Regions from separate parts of the Sus scrofa genome. Here region 2 is linked to region 1. Evidence: chromatin contacts called from public Hi-C data. All regions are on one chromosome and are shown on one strand. The core of a region is the stretch at or near the end of the contact, and the rest is flanking DNA. Distances in the headings are between cores, read along the strand shown.

Region 1 (2,880 bases), core at 87-2,586:
GCAGGCTGTCATTTCAAATACATGATCATGTTAAGACGAGCAGAACAAGATAAACCCCAAAGGATCTGAAACTTTACCTTCATATAAAAAGGAGGCACGCAACAAATAACAATATTTAACATCAAAATGATTACACCAGTAGCTGCATCTTCTCAAAAAATAATTTTGTTTTTTTAAAATCATTCCCTCACTTTAGGAAGTTAGACCAACCATAATTCCCTAGGAGGACTATGGAATAAATGGCAGAAAATAAGAGGCCAGTCATCTCAATCCAGTGTTCTAAAGATTTTGCTGACTGCATCAGGGTTACATCTGTAGAATAACTCAAAAACTAGACATATTTTAAGTCCCAGTGAAGCAGAGTTAAGGCAGATTTATGGTAAATCCTTGGGGGAATAATTTGATTTTACGTAACATCAACTTAAAAAAATAATTCCAGGAATTCCTGTGTGGCTCAGTGGAACAAACCCAACTAGTAACCATGAGGATGCGGGTTAAAGGATCCAGACTTGCTGTAGCAGTGGCATAGGCCAACAGCTGTAGCTCTGTTCGACCCCTAACCTGGGAACTTCCACATGCATGGGATGCAGCCCTAAAGAGCAAAAAATAAAAAAAATTTTAAATTCCAACTTAAAAAAAAAAAACCCCACACAATTTTTCTTCCCCATCCTAAGTAAAACCTTCCTACAATTCTTCTTTTCCTAAGAAATTTACAAGCAAAAAAAGGACTGAAAAAAATAATTTCACCCTCTGATCCAGAGGTGTCTACAAATAGTGGAAAAAAAAATATATAAGCTAAGTTTTCATGACACTGCTGAATTAAATATACGTGTGTACACACACACACTTTAAAGAGATTAAAAAATAATTACTTTTAGAATCCTGCCAATTCTTTGCTCTTCCCAAAGAACTATGGATCTTCACGTTAAACATGAAGGCAGCCCAAAAGGTCCTTTTCTTTTCTCATTAGGAAGTAGTCCCTCATCTGAAAGCAACAGCTGACAGCTCTTCATAGAGGGGTTTCTACTCTCACTCTTTCCAAAGCCTGTCTCACAGTTCACCTTGCCTGGCCCTGGAGCATTTTGCCAAATCCATCTCTTTATGTTGGCTCATCGTTCACCTCCCTACACTTCACTTGACCACTTTCCTTCCTCTGTACATCCTCAACTCAGAACCCTGAATCATCAACATTAACAAATCAAGCACCAAAGACTGTATAACAAAAAAAAATTTTGTTCAAGACCATCACAGCTCTGTATTTAACATGTAAAAAATAAATGCAAATCACTTCTTCCACCAATGAAGTATCAAAAATCAAATTATTTTAACCTACATTCTGATGTTTCTGTGTGAGAAGTGATTCTAAATAGCTGACATGTAAGTTCAATGTTTGTAAGAGGACTTTTACACAAGAACAGTTATGTAAAACATAAAATTGGCAAAGCTAACATGGAAAAACGAATGATCTTAGATCGGTGAGAAGCCAGTTGATTTAGCCTCACACTGGCAGGGTAAGGGAGGTAGCAAATGTATTTCCTGAGAACTTGTCTACCTACAGCATACAAACATTACATGGCCTCAAAAATCTGCAGTTACACATTGATCAGATTATTAAAGTATTTTTTTTTTTTTTAAACTCTCAAATGTGCAGCTGAAGACTACACTAAAAATGCAGAACACAGGCTAGGTTGAAGACAGAGCAGGCTGTGATGGGGGACAGCCTATCCACGGGTCCAGAAGGCAGGCGACAGTCTATTTCTTGCTCTGAATGGTGGTTATTTGGAAGTTTACATTGCAATTCTTCGTTAAAATGGACATATACTTTAGGTACATTTCTACGTATGCTATATGGGAGAGGGAAAAATATCTAACATACCCAAGGTGGTGGCTTTCAGATACTTTAGGGCAGTCACTACCTAAACTGTAGAGATTTAGAGCTTCAGACTACATTCTGAGTTTAAAGTCACTATGAGACAACTCTGGGAGCCAAAATGCTTTACTCTAAGGTCAGAAGCCAAGGGCTCAAAAAACTCTTAAAAGGTCTAACCTAACTCCTTCACTCTGAAGGAAAGGAAACACCCAAGTCTAAGTTACATGACACACACCCCCAGGTCCCCCAGCCAGGGCTACTATTGTTTGTGTCTACCTAAACCACAATTGTAATTCTAATATAGTATGTGGTGGTTACCAGTAAACAATCTGAGCAAATCAGAACAAAAAACTGGCATGTCCAGCCACACACTATTTACTACCCAAACTTTAACAGAGAAGGGAGAGTAGCACTCCATTTACAAAATTCAAACACTGTAGGGAAAAGGAAAGTGTAATGGGCTCTGAGGTATCCATTTCCCACCAGAATGTCTTGGACGTGGTATAATTCAGCGCCCTCTCTTCCAGGAGCACTTTGTACCCTGGCACTAAAAGCCACCATCTAACTACCTGTTTACTACCCACACAACTGGGGAGAGTTCTTAAACGTTCCTTCGCTGGCTGGATTCCGGACCCTTTTCAAATTGAAACTCTGAAGGACCCAGGGCTTTTTCCCATTTCCTTCTTGTCTTTTGCAACTGCCTCAAAGGCCTAGAGTCAGGAGGGGCAAAAATGCCCCACCCTACCAATAACCGCAAGAACCTGCTGCAAACTGCAGGTCCAGTCTAGAGTGTTAAACACCCCGTGCAAGGACCACCCCAGTCATCGTATTCGAGCGAGCTCCCACCCCAGGTTTTCTTCCAGTACGCGCCTCCTTCCTCTCTAGTCAGCGAAATAAACAAGCCCCCCGGCCTAACCTGGGCAAAATAACATGCAGAACGATTACTTAAGCATAATGCACACTCCCACCCAGGCCTTTTGTTTCTCCTAAGTCAGAGGCCAGAAATTTCT
Region 2 (2,729 bases), core at 119-2,618, 39 kb before region 1:
CCACGCTGTGTGCCTGGAAGGCCACCCCACGGGCCGGGCGGGCAGCGGCCATGGCGCGGGCAGCCTCCGTGACAGCGTTGGCATGTTGGCACAGTGTGGTGCCGGTAGCCAGCCCCGTCAGGAAGCCATCACCACCACTGGGCAGACCCAGGCCATACAAGGCATTGAGCCACTCGGCCAGGTCCTCCTTCATGGCCTCCACATAGGCCTCGCTTGAGCGGAATGGCCGCACGCTCTTGGCTGCTGAGCCTGCAATGCCCGCCACCGGGTCCGCCATGCCCAGGCCAGCCGAGTCACTGTGGGCAAGGACACGGGTCAGGATTGCTGTGAGGACCCATTGAGCTCTCAGTACAAAGTTGCTGACCACCTGCACTCTCCTGTCCTTTCAGACCAAATGTCTGAGAAACTTCTCGCCTCAGTTTTCCCGTCTGTGAAATGGATACAATAACATTACCTTCCTCATAGGAACAAATGGGATAATTTTTATAAATGACTTAGTGTCCATAAGTGTTTGTTGTTTGGTTCTTTGAGGGGAGACAGGCTGTTGGGGTACTTGGCTGAGTCCTCTCGCCCAGGCAGGGAGGCACCCATCTGGACCTCCCTGTGTAATAGGTGATGAGCTGAGCCCTAGAGAGATGAGCCCCACAGCCCTGGACTCACAGTAGGAAGCCTGGTTCTGACCTCAGAGAGGGGTTAGCCCCACTGCTCAGGGCTGCTGCCCATCCTGCTTCCTCCGGAAAGATCCCAGGTCCTCCCTCAGACCCCTTTCCCTAAAGACCGTGTCATTATAGCAATGACATGAACAGCAGCAGCAGAAAAGTAATCACGATGATCGTGGCCAGCACTAAGCTCAGTGATATTACCTCCATTTTACAGATGAGGAAACTGAGGAGCAGAGCGCACTCATGGACGCTGAGCAATGGGTGGCGGGGCAGTAGGAGCCCTGGCCGACGGACAGGGCACTGCGTTGCTGATCCGGCAGCCCGCTGGCCCGGGCCAGGCCCCGCCTCCTCCAAGGAGCCTCCCCAGCGCCCCAGGCTGGTCCGAGTGAGCCAGGACTCAGAATAGCCTTCGCCAGCCCCGGCTGTCCTCTGGGCTTCGGCCCAGAGAGGGTGCGGGGCTGCCCAAGGTCACACAGCTCTGGGGAAGAGGCCGCGGCCGCTGCCGCCAGGTCCCCTTCACTGTGTGCCGGACAGGGGGTCTGGGGGTCCCCGCACTCACCTCGCTCATCCTGCGGCCTCGGGGAGCATCGCTCTGGCGGGGCCGGGACCGGGCCGCCGCAGGGAGGCGCCGCCCGAGCCACAGCGATCCCGGTCCCACCACCGCGTCCTCCGCGCCAGCCGTCTCCGCCCCGCCTCCCTGGAATTCGGATCCGGCCCGGAGGGGTGGGCGGGGCCACATGCTCTTAAAGGGGACGCGCTCTTCCCGGGCTGGGAGGGTCTGCAGATGCCGAGCGGGCCAGGGACTCTTTGCAACCCTGAGTGGAGGCGGAACTAGGGCCCCCAGGCAACCCTACCAGCCCAGATGTCCCATACCCACCCAGGCTGGTCCCCACAGTCTCTTCCACCCTTCTTGGTCTCCTGGGGAGGGGTTTGGGTGTTTTTAGTTGCACTCCCTCGTCTCCAGTTGGTGGCCTCCCGGGTGAGGGCACAGCCTTTTCGTTCCCAAGAACTCAGGAAGCGATAGGGACCTGGGGCTGCAAAGTCACCTCCTCCAAGTGGTCCTCCTTAGCTCAGATAAATGAAGCTCTCCAACCTGGGGTGGCGGGCTTCCTACAGGCAGGGCGGCCTCGGGGAAGGATGGGGAGGGCTCTGTTACCCCCACCCAGCCACTGGAATGCTCTTTTTTAACCCTGAGATTAGGGGACCCTGTTTCTCCGATGAAGGCACTGAGGCTTAGAGGGGTAGGCAGGATGACGCTGTGGGCCCCTCCTCTGCGGTGAGGACGGGCCAGTCCTGGACCAACTCTGGCTGTCCGGGTGCGGCCATAGGCTATGGGTGAGAGGAGGATTGGCAGCAGCCGAAGGTTAAACCCGCCTGGTTTCTTTTCAAACTGCAGAGGAGGGAGCTGGCTGGGACCAGCGGGAAATCCTGCCCCCTGCTGCGGCAGGTCTGGCTAGGCAGCAGCCTTGCTGGCCAGGCAGGACTGCTTGGGATGTGGGGGGAAGCACTACCAACAACAGCCAATGCTCAGAGCTTTGATAAGGCTCCTACTGTGTGCCAGGCCTACTGTGCACCCTTGACCTGAAGGAACTGATGAGTCACCTCTATGAGGGACACTGTTATGCCCAAACTTGGGCTCAGTCAGAAGAGTAGCTGATGGAGCTGGGATTTGAACAATGACTATTTTGGGAATACCCTCATTCAAGGATCTGGGGATTTGGTTGTGGACCTACTGTGTGCCTGACCTTCTGGTACCAGGCTGCTCAGATGCATCATTTCACTGAGTCATTATGGCCTTTCAAAAGGTGGGCTCTCACCCCAACACCCAGGTGGTACAGGTCCCACTCCACCCTCTCCTTAGCCCCCTACCCCCACTGCAGAGTGAGGAAGGCAGGTGATGGACGTAGTAATGGGTGGCACCTGCCTGGCACCTACTGTGTGCTGCGTGTCTTTGGGCACTGCAAACCAAGAGCAAAGAGCAGGGAAGAAAATGGAGCTGGCTCTTAGGTTCACAGTTAAGAAAGGTGGCCCCTGGGGTGCAACAGCAACAAGGCGCTGGAGAGAAGA

The links. A called contact is a pair of places that touch in the nucleus more often than the background predicts.
Region 2: a contact with region 1 is called in a Hi-C map of embryonic fibroblasts, with 2.6 times the contacts expected there. The contact joins the promoter of GAS2L1 here to the promoter of RHBDD3 in region 1. A contact is called at or near these places in 1 of 5 promoter capture datasets (fetal liver), 10 of 47 Hi-C or Micro-C datasets (embryonic fibroblasts, epiblast stem cells, fetal skeletal muscle and 5 more) and 2 of 2 datasets of contacts at active chromatin or transcription factors (alveolar macrophages and skeletal muscle).

Annotation. Positions count from the first base shown.
Region 1 is chr14:46,409,673-46,412,552 of Sscrofa11.1, reverse strand. It overlaps RHBDD3 (rhomboid domain-containing protein 3), which reads left to right and starts at 1,336. Exons shown (of 7, transcript XM_005657361.2): 1 at 1,336-2,880. All of the region lies in intron 1 of EWSR1 (EWS RNA binding protein 1), which reads right to left.
Region 2 is chr14:46,448,406-46,451,134 of Sscrofa11.1, reverse strand. GAS2L1 (growth arrest specific 2 like 1) reads right to left here and starts at 1,368. Exons shown (of 7, transcript NM_001244834.1): 1 at 1,222-1,368; 2 at 1-296. The coding sequence starts at 277.